Regions from separate parts of the Pan troglodytes genome. Here region 1 is linked to region 2. The links are chromatin contacts, called in public capture Hi-C maps. All regions are on one chromosome and are shown on one strand. The core of a region is the stretch at or near the end of the contact, and the rest is flanking DNA. Distances in the headings are between cores, read along the strand shown. Region 1 overlaps LOC104007909 (a long non-coding RNA gene). Region 2 has its middle 58 kb from the start of SLC28A3.

Evidence for each region. Capture Hi-C pulls out chosen DNA fragments and counts their contacts.
Region 1: a contact with region 2 is called in a capture Hi-C map of stem cell-derived neural stem cells, with 4 times the contacts expected there. The contact joins two enhancer-like sites. A contact is called at or near these places in 4 of 7 Hi-C or Micro-C datasets (blood, induced pluripotent stem cells and stem cell-derived neural progenitor cells) and 1 of 1 other capture datasets (stem cell-derived neural stem cells).

What each region holds. Positions count from the first base shown.
Region 1 is chr11:75,708,543-75,713,944 of NHGRI_mPanTro3-v2.0_pri, reverse strand. The region is part of intron 2 of LOC104007909 (a long non-coding RNA gene); the gene reads left to right. Among named protein-coding and RNA genes, the nearest start is that of AGTPBP1, 480 kb to the left of the region's middle. Within about 2 kb of position 3,539, at least 2 of the 24 cell types and tissues checked have an H3K27ac peak or open chromatin away from gene starts, as enhancers often do. A contact at or near this core is called in stem cell-derived neural stem cells, where this site is marked.
Region 2 is chr11:74,859,942-74,865,591 of NHGRI_mPanTro3-v2.0_pri, reverse strand. No RefSeq gene overlaps it. Among named protein-coding and RNA genes, the nearest start is that of SLC28A3, 58 kb to the right of the region's middle. Within about 2 kb of position 3,386, at least 9 of the 24 cell types and tissues checked have an H3K27ac peak or open chromatin away from gene starts, as enhancers often do. A contact at or near this core is called in stem cell-derived neural stem cells, where this site is marked.

The DNA.
Region 1 (5,402 bases), core at 2,290-4,789, 850 kb before region 2:
AAGGAAGGAAAAGGGACTCTCGGCGGCTGGCAAGATGGCAGAATAACAGCTCTGGTCTGCAGTTCCCAGCAAGATCATCACAGAACGTGAGTGATTTCTGCATTTTCAACTGAGGTACCCAGCTTATCTCATTGGGACTGCTTAGACAGTGGGTGCAGCCCACACATGGCAAACAGAACTAGAAATACCATTTGACCCAGCCATCTCATTACTGGGTATATACCCAAAGGACTATAAATCATGCTGCTATAAAGACACATGCACACGTATGTTTATTGCGGCATTATTCACAATAGCAAAGACTTGGAACCAACCCAAATGCCCATCAATGATAGACTGGATAAAGAAAATGTGGCATACATACACCGTGGAATACTATGCAGCCATAAAAAAAGGATGAGTTCGTGTCCTTTGCAGGGACATAGATGAAGTTGGAAACCATTATTCTCAGCAAACTAACACAAGAACAGGAAACCAAACACTGCATGTTCTCACTCATAAGTGGGAGTTGAACAATGAGAGCACATGGACACAGGGAGGGGAACATCACACACTGGGGCCTGTCGTGGTTTGAGGGACTAGGGGAGGGATAGCATTAGGAGAAATACCTAATGTAGGTGAGAGGTTGATGGGTTCAACAAACCACCATGGCATATGTATACCTATGTCACAACCTGCACATTCTGCACATGCATTCCAGAACTTAAAGTATAATAAAAAAAACGAACAGCAACAACAACAACAACAAAAAACAGAAAAGGGATTCTCTCTGTGGAAGGAAGGTGTAGAAAGAAAAACAAAAAGGACAGCAGACAATTTCCAGTTAAATGGAAATTGTACCTTTCACCGTAAGTCAAGAAAGGTCTTTTGACATGGAGTCAAAGAAAAGACAGCCAAGGCCTCCACATATATAGATTTTCAAGCGGGAGTCAACAGCATAATACCATAGTTCAGAATGGATTACCTAGTGAAACTCCCACACTTCTCAGTCACCCTCCTTCATATCATTCTGTTTTATTTTTCTCCTAATATTTACCACTATCTGAAGTGATCATAATCATTTAGTTGCTTATTTATTGCCTATTATTTTTGTTGCAATATAAACTCTGTGAGGGCTGGGACCTTGGCTACCTTTTTCACCACTATAGCCTCTGCTCCTGGAAACACTGCCTGATACAGCAGTCACCAACAAACATTGAATGGTGGAGAATAATGCCTGAAAGAGTCAACATTTTACAAAGAGAGCCAAAGTGACATTTTACAAAGATGGCCAAAGCGAGGATGTTCAGTGAAGGGCTGTGGCTTCAGACAAACTGAAAAACAACTCATAATGCAGTAGGCTCCAGTGGGTTTTGAATATGGTCAAAGTGAATGGTTTGCTTTTCTGATTAAGGAGACCCTGTGGTCATCTCAGTGGCCATCTACCATCTACACACCCACACAAACACACATTATATATGTATATATACACATATATGTATATATAGTTATATATATTTATATATAAAAATATAATCATAAATAAATATATATTTATTTATTAACTCCTTAATTTATATTTGTAGAAAGAGTGCTTTATGCATATTGAATTGTCCTGGAATTTGGAGTAAATGCATTATTCTATGGGGCAAAATTTAATGAAACACATTATCTGGTGAAATTCGTGGGAATTTGGGTTTACAACTGTCCCATCTGTGAAAAGAAGTGATTATAGGGCCAGAATTTTATAGGAAATCCCTATGTGTCTTTATTTTGGGGTTCACATATACATATAAAGAAAATATTATACATATAAAGAAAATATACTTATAAAGAAAATATTAATATACATATATACATATAAATAAAATATAAAGTGACTTCAAAATAGAAATATGATCATTTGTTTATGTCAATCCCAATTTGGATTGTGAGTTTTGAATAACATGGTAAAGAGGTAGGAGTGGCCAGCATTAGGTAGGATGTTGAGAATTCAGAATCGGTGCCTGACTTGGGGAGCACCGGACTCACTGTAGCCACAAAGTGGGTTTGCCATGGGCATTATAAATTTATGCCTGCTTTCTAGTTTCAGTACTAAATGGAATAGAACAATCCAGAAGACAGATGAAGCAACACATTTTTGAATAACTACCATGTACTTTGTATCAGACTAAGGCTATGGGAGAGCACTTAACAGGGTTCTGTCTTTGAGGAGGTTAAAATATGCTGAGAAAATATGGCACACATATATCAGTGAGATGCTTCAATTGCAACAAAAGAAAACTCAGCTAGAATTGGCTTAGGCAAAACATAGGAATTGACTGTCTCTTAACTTCTGTTAAAGTTTCAAGCTAACTTCAGGCCTGACAATAAGCCACCAGATCTCAATATTTCTCTGTCTCTCAGTTGGGCACTGTCGTCCTCCCTGCATTGTCTTCATTCTCAGGCTCTTTGGGGACAATTCCTCCAGGGCTCAAGCCTAGTGGGATAAACCAACACCTCGTCCTATCTCTCAGACCAAAGCCCTACAATGAACCCTGAGAGGGCTGATTAGCAGGGCTTGCCCAAATGAGAACTGGAGGCTGATACCTGAAGCCCTGTGAGTAGAGGGGGGTGACCAGGAGATGACAAAAGACCACACATGCACAAGGACAATAAATAGGGTGAAGCAGAAAAGGTAAATGCAAATATCTCAGGTCCAAAGTCATTTGAGGGTTTCGGGAGAGAGAGGTTGATGTGATTGGAGTCACGAAGATAGGATAAAGAAAAGCTTGGTAAGGACCTTGCAGGACAATTTTTTGGCATCTTCTGTGCCTTGACATTTTCTGGAGAGCTTAGTATATATGAAGGAATGAAAGAGCTTCATGGACAGCACGCCAGTGTCACAGCCAGTGTCCAACACATGGTTTGTCCCCTTCAAAGTGATACAAACAGGAGACAGGGAAATACTGGGTAGAAGAGGGTGGTTCCCTGGCAAAGGCCCCACCCTCAAGCCTGGATACCCATGGCCCTAAATGAGAACAGGCATTCCTGTTTTCAGGCCCAAATCATTGCCTTTTGGCCCACCATGCCCCCTATCCTGTACCTATATCAACCCCAAACCCCAGGCTCCAGAGGAGACCAGCAGACAAGGAGATGAGACAAGCAGACAAACAGTGGAACAACACAGCAGAGACAGAGAGAAGAGAAGGAATGCCTGAATGCTGAGAGGAGTTTGGCCAGGGGTGGCTGGAGAGGAATTCAGCCACTGGATGACCCAACACCAAGGGAAGATCACCTTCCCACTCCATCTCTCCCTTCTGGCTCCTCATCCATCCTGCTGAGAGCCACCTCCAACACTCAATAAAACCTTGCATTCATCCCTCAAGTCCGTGCGTGACCCAATTCTTCTGGGACCTTGGGCAACAGCTGGGGATACAGAAACTGTCACACTGGCCCTCTGCCCTTGCAAAAAAGTCACCTACGGACAGCAAGGCTAAGACAGCATTGTAACACTGAGGTTGCAGGCACCCACCCCTAGACACTACCATGGGGCCGGAGCCCAAAGCGCTCACCCTGGCCTCTGCACCTGCCCATCTGCGTGCTCCCCCTCCCACAAGGGGCTTGAGCGACTGAACAGGCAAGCCATAACCCTGTTGCACATCCAGCGAGAGGGATCAGGAAACTCTCCCATTTGAAAGTGCAGTGAGAAAGTTGCTGCATTTGTAAATGCTCTAGGTGCAGGGCCATTTACTGAGTCCCAAGGTGCTTAGCTGACACATGTTTTGCTTCACGGTGATGGGGCAAGTTTCATTTCAGTTTTTGGTCTGCTGCTACTTGCTTTACACCTTGCCTGAGCAGATGATCTGCTATCTTATCAAACACATTCCCTAAGTCAGTTTTGAAACTGCAAGGCCTGGGAAGCATTCTTTCACCAGAAGAGCAAGCTCCCCTGCAGGGCAGATATGGCTCCCTCAGTGTGGGAGAGACCTGAGGGATTCAGCCCTGAGTTGAGTGGCAGACATTAAACCTTCTGTGGAATATTATTTCTGAAAGGAAGATCTCATATCCTTAGCTAATTTATTTTTATGCTGCTTTTTATATTGACCTGCCACATGAGAAAACAGTGATAAAAGCATTTATTAATAAACAGTGCTTCTCTGATTGCATCATGATGATTCTAGTTTGTTGGAATGCCACTAGGAAAAGATGTGGTTTGTTGTGGTGTCAGACTTGGATATAAACCATCTTTATCTTTTCTGTTGGAGCTCAGCAACAGCATATGTCAATATTGACCTAGGATCTAGGGCTCAGTGTTAGGTTTATCTGGAGGCTATGAAATTTGGGCTCTCACAGAACTTTCCAATGCACAAAGTTTAAAAGAAAGATAATCTAAAAACACAAGACATATGTATATATATATATATATATATATATATATATATATACACATACACACACACACATACTCCTATGGGCTGGAAGTGTTGATTAACTGGAAGGGTTGATTAACTGGACTCCCTGAAATAGTGTAAGATTCTAAGTATGCATTTGCTGGTGTCTTCTGGGACAGGTAGATGACAGTGAATTTCTCTTGTCCTCACATTGCACTACTAATATAGTGGGATCAAATCCATTGGTCTATTTCACTTTATCTTGGTAAAATGATGTAGTTCCTGCTTTATCTTTCTGAATATGTTGTCATTTTTTTTAAGCCTCAAAGTATTTCTCAAGAATATCTGAACGTCTTTTTTTCCAGAAAGTTTTGTCTCTTTCCAGTGTTTTAGACCTGTTTTTGCTCGCACATCAGAAGCTTTAGGATATTTTACATATAATTGATGTATTATCAGTCACAACTAAAAGCCCAGTGACTAAATGCAAGTTAAAATTTTACAAATTAGAATCCTATTTTTAATCAGAAGGGATGCTCGCCAAGTTTATTTGTTCCGCAAATACTCAATGAGAATATTTGCAGGTCAAACACTCTGCTTAAATATTACTATTATTATTAGTATAAGATATTTTTGTGCCTAAATGTAAAGGCATTTGTATTTCAAATATTGGCCAATTTTCTGTTCTAGATGTGAAAATACTATTTCTATATCCATATATGCATATGGATATATAAATATACATATGCATACACATAAACTTATACTTAGAAAAATATCAAGTCCATTATCACTTACTGGAAACCCTGCTGATTTTAATGAAGGTAGAGGATCTTGGTTAGATAATTAACGTCACAAGAAAGGGAAAATGTTCAAAATGAATGACTTTGTGAAATATTAATAGCTAAGGAAAAACAAGTAGATGATGAAGAGAATTTTTATTTTTAATGAATTAGGATTATACAATAATTGTATTTTGATTGCTGCTGGCTAACACTTATACACACCCCAATTGACCCTCTTAAGTCTTTAGATCTTTTCATTTAATGAAAT
Region 2 (5,650 bases), core at 2,137-4,636:
TTGCATTTAACCATTTCAGAGAAAGTAGAGACAACTCCATTCTTATGGCATTCATATTTCCTCAATTTACATAATGTTTGATTAAATTATATGATTCTATTATTTGGTAGAGCTGGCCTGGGCAGGCCTGGGAGAGAACATGACTGTGGCTTGGCTCCCTCTCAGCTGCTGGACAAGCCCGTGTATAGTTCCCACAGTGCCTCCTACCAACTCTGTGCTGCAAGCCACAGGCACCCATCAGCTCACAGGGTGGACGGCAAGCGAGTCAAGCTGCAGGGATGGTTCCATGGAAATCTGTTGAGAGCCTCCACTCTACCTTTCAATGCTAGAGTGTTCTGCCTTGGAGAAGTTAAGTGATTCACCAAGGGTCAGGTGGCTAACGATCCTCTCTACTCCAAACCTACTCTTTCTCCACTGGGCCACTGGAGAGCCTGAGTAAATGCTGTAACCACTCGATGGGTTCTTCCTACCTGCTGCACAGAAAAAATCAACCCACTGAGACAACAGCATTGCAGTAGAGAGAGTTTAATTGACACAAGGCCAGCTCACACAGGAGAACTGGAGTTATCACTCAAATCAGTCTCCCTGAAGGCTTGGAAGTTAGGAGCTTTATGAACAATTTGATGGGCAGGGGCTTGGGAATGGGTGCTGCTGATTGGTGGGGATGCAATCATGGGGGTGTGGAAAATGGTCCTTGTGTGCTGAATCTGCCTCTGGGTGGGGCCACAGGATCAGCTGAGTCATGAGTCATGAGTCCAGGTGGGGTCAGTCTGAAAGATATCTTGAAAGATCAGGCTGCGTTCAGTGGCTTACACCTGTAATCTCAGCCCTTTGGGAGGCCAAAGTGGGCAGATCACCTGAGGTCCAGAGTTAAAGACCAGCCTGGCCAACATGGTGAAACCCCGTATCTACTAAAAATACAAAAATTAGCTGGGCGTGGTGGCAGGTGCCTGTAATCCCAGCTACTCGGGAGGCTGAGGCAGGAGAATCACTTGAACTCAGGAGGCAGAAGTTGCAGTGAGCTGAGATTGAGCCATTGCACTGCAGCCTGGGCGACTCCGCCTCAAAAAAAAAAAAAAACAACAACAACAATCTTAGGTTCTACAATGGTGATGTTATCTACAGGAGCAATTGGGAAAGTCATAAATCTTGTGACCTCTGGCCACATGACCCTTGAGCAGCAAGGTATTATAGAAATTATGCCCTTCTTATCAGAACTCAGGCCTCTCATAATCCTAACATTGTGGACTTTTGTTAGTTTTACAAAGGCGATTTAGTTTGTAGAAGGGATATTATCATCTCTGCTTTAAGGTTAAACTATAAACTAAATTCTTCCCAAAGTTAGCTTGGCATACGCTCATGAATGACCAAGGACAGCTTGGAGGTCAGAAGTAAGATGGAGTCAACTGTATCAGATTTCTTTTTTTTTTTTTTTTGAGACAGAGTCTCGCTCTTGTTGCCCAGGCTGGAGTGCAATGGCATGATCTCGGCTCACTGCAACATCCGCCTCCCAGGTTCAAGCAATTCTCCTGCCTCAGCCTCCTGAGTAGCTGGGATTACAGGCATGCACCACCACACCCAGAAAATTTTGTATTTTTAGTAGAGATGGGGTTTCTCCATGTTGGTCAGGCTGGTCTCAAACTCCCAACCTCAGGTGATCCGCCCACCTCAGCCTCCCAAAGTGCTGGGATTACAGGCGTGAGCCACTGCGCCTGGCCTTAGATTTCTTACCGTCATAATTTTGCAAGAGCAATTTCAATACCAAATGTACAGTAGTCCTGATCCTATCAAAGGACTCCAGTACTGAGGAAAGGGTGAGCTGAATAATCTCCAAGGCCCCTCTAACTCAGAACCTGTGAGGATCTCAACTTCACTTTTCTGCAGGGCTCTGTGTGTGTTTCAGGCTAAAAAGTTGTGCTATGTTTTAAATGTCCAACCCCTTCAATGCATCTTTGCAAATGCATGTATTGGGAGACATTAGGAGATAACCTCAGAAGCCTAGACCTCAAATCAAATGTCAAAAGACATTTTTGAGCTAATTCTGGAGGAATTTGAGTATGGGTCAGAATTATATGATATTGAGAAGTTATTATTTATTTTCTCTTTTAAAAAACAATTTTAATATTTTTAAAAATATCTTTATTGAGATGGGGTTTTACTATGTTGCCCAGGCTGGTCTTGAACTCCTGGGCTTAAGAAATCCTCCAGCCTCAGCCTCCCAAAATCCTGGGATTGCAGGTATGAGCCACCATGCCCGGCCTGAGAAGTTATTATTAACATGTAATAAAGGCACAGAAGAAATGCCCCGTGTAGGCGGAAATGACTAGAAACCTGGATATTTGCCTTTTTCAAGCGAAAATTTCAGCAAAGACAAACACAAAAAATGAAAGTATGATAATTTTTCTATAGCAAAATCTTCTTTTCTCCCCCTTGGCATGTGAATAAGAGCTATGTGGCAAAATCTTGATAATTGTTGAATCTAAGTAGTGGATAAATAAGGATTCATTATACTATTCTCTTTACTTTTGTATATATTTACATTTTTCAATAATAAGAAGAGTTTCGAGTTTACATCTGTGTCCACCCCCATGGTTATGACATTAGGGTCAAAAGCACCTTTGGAGCCCTCACCCTCACTCCGCATGGGTGGTAAAGGCTGGACTGGAAGGACGGGCCTTACCGGGCACAGCATCTGCTTCCCGGCCCGGGAAGAGCCAGCAACATCTTGAGGAAATAAATGCATACAAAGATCAACAGCTTGAAGGGGTGGATTTCAGGGCCCGTGTGCTTCACAGTGAGTCATCACTTCCACAGTCACAATTTCTCACTTAGAAGGAATCCAAAAAAGCACCCCTAACCATTGGATTCCAAACTTCATTGGGTTCTTCTGGGGTTTATTAAACCCACAGATTCCGGGGCTCCCAACTAGACCCATAGAATAGATTGAGCAGTGGCGGGGCCCCGGAATCTGTGTTAATTTATTCCTCCGGTGATTCTGGGACAGCCCTGAACTGGGGGCCTGGGAGCCTCTGAAGTGGATCAACGTCCCAATCCCACAAAGGAGAACGTGGCCCAGAAGGGCTTTGTAACCGGCCGAAGGTGACATCCCTGCGGCTTCCTCTCTCACTTTTCACAGCCACGCCCTCCCTGAGAGACCCCTCAGAAAGAGTGGGCCCCTGGAAACGCGCCAGCACGGGAAAGAAGACAGCCAAACACTCTCCATGAATGCACGCCCCGTCCTTGGCCTGGGGGACTCGCAGCACCCCTGAGCACCCGTGCCTGGCAGATGCAGCCACGCTCCTTGCCTTCAGGTCCCTCACACGGTGTCAGACCTAAAGCAGCCCAGCTTCTGCCTCTGATCCGGCCTCTGTGATATTGACCCCTGTCTCCTGCTAAGCAGCTCTTAGATGGGAGATGTTCTAATGGGAAAGAAGACAGGGAGGAGCCAGAGGATATCTGTTACAGCCATTACTTTCCACTCAGGATCCTATTTTGCATCTTCACTCGAGGCCTATAAATTGAACCTTGAGGGCGGGTCCCAGAAATCCGCAGCGAGAAGTTCATAAAACCAGGTCGGGTTGCCTTGGGCCAATTAAAGTGAAACACTGCCACCAAGTGGCCATTCTAGGTCATCACAGGCTGCCAGCTCCTTCCAGAGCACCTGCCTCTCTGCCAGAGACAAACAGCATGACAGAGCAGGTGGGCATGCCCTTTCCTTCTTTTTCTTAAAATTATTTTACTTATATTAATAGAAATACATTCACATGGTATAAAACGCATAAGGTCCAAAGTGGTCCTGGTGGTTGCCTCCAGAGCTAATGTAGATCCAGCTGAATGCCTCGTTAGGGGTCTCCATTAGGTCTTTAACCCTGTTATGCCTGCCATCTCACCAGTATCGTCTGTTGCTCCTTGTCCATAGGGGTTCTGTTCCCAAGTGCCCAGTGCTAACCTGCCTCTTAGAGTTTACTACAAATCTGGGTTGATTCAGCAACACCAAAGACCTGAGGCTAAATAAATTCTGCAACTCCTACCAGCCTTCCTGGTTCTGAACAACCCTGAGTATCCACCCATGGGTAGAGTGATAATCAAATGAGCCTCAGTTATACTGAGAGCCCAGGTAAGCAAAACTGTTACAATCCTGAAATGGGTGGTCAAGGGAGCTAATAGAATCTCCTTTCAAGATCTTTGTAATTGGATTAAGTTACAAAAGTATGCCATGTATAACAGTGAATCTCTAATGCCATAAAAGACAAAGCAAAATTAATTAATATGGGAGCCTGAGGACTGCCTTGCATTTGAAACTCACTTTCCAATGTCCGTTGTTTGTGTTTTGCTATGACTAATTCATTCATATAAGGTGTGTATATTTTACACCTATTTAGGTGAGCCACATGTGCCACACTTGCTACTGCTCTTAACATAATGGTAACTTGGAGATTATTAGGCAAAATATTTCCATTAGCTGCTGTTTTGTCAACTGATAGTTTACATAATTAATTGGACCTATGGCAAGTTTTAACTTTTGTCCTTGTTACATAATGGATCATTTTGAAATCAACTAAGAAATTGTCCTTTAGATTTTAATGATGGGCAAATGAAAGTAATGGCACTCAGCAGTATTTGATTTTAAGGAATCAGTCAAACAATCGTGGTTTAGAATAATTGAAAATGGAAAAGCCAGCATGTGTACAGGGAGGATCGTAGAATGTTAGAGCTGATGTCTAAGAGATGAAACCCTAGCACAACTCCTTTATTTTACAAGATGGGAACCTGAGGCACAGGAAGCTGAAGAGGCTCACCCATGGCCCTTCACTCATGTCTCAAATCTGCCACATGCTCCCTCCTAGGGGTACTGGCCAAGAGTTCCAGGTCTCTGAGTAACTCAGCAGCTACCTGGCTGTGAAACTCCAAGACATCATCCTACTCTCTCCAAGCCTCAATTTCCTCACCAGCAAAATGAGGAGACTGGACGATACAACATCTGTGATGCACCAATTTCCAAAAGAAACCCTTCCATACTCGTAACATTCAACATTAAATATGCATGAATCAATCGATGCACACAGATTTGCGACACTATCTGTTAAACAGAAACTAGCCACACCCTGTCAACACTGGTTTTCAGCGAGACCCTGTCATCCACCATGGTCTGCACTTTCATCAGTCCAATCGGGCTGCAGCTGTAATGCAATTTCCTCCACAGCTGGGCTTGACCCCAGGCCAACTTCCTACCTGCAAGTCCAGGTTGGTGGTAAGAAGCAAAATTCTCTGCAGCTGACTGAGGCTTCTTTCCCAAGTATTTGCTTCTGGAGATCTGTGCAAACACATTCACAGCTAATACGGTCCACTGGAAAGAATAACCTATCCTGGGAACCACAGGTGCCTCCATCAGAGTGGACAGGAGAGCCAGGCAGAACCTAGGTTCACAAAAAAACTCCAAGCGGTATCACTCAGCAGTCGTAGCTCCACTGGTCAAGATCAACCTACCCTACAATTCCACTCAGCTTCACTCCACCTCTCCTCACCTTCCTCCCAGCTTCCACTGCGAAAGAAAAAGTTTGGGCCAGGTGTGGTGGCTCACGCCTGTAATCCTGGCACTTTGGGAGGCCGAGGCAGGTGGATCACCTGAGGTCAGGAGTTCAAGACCAGC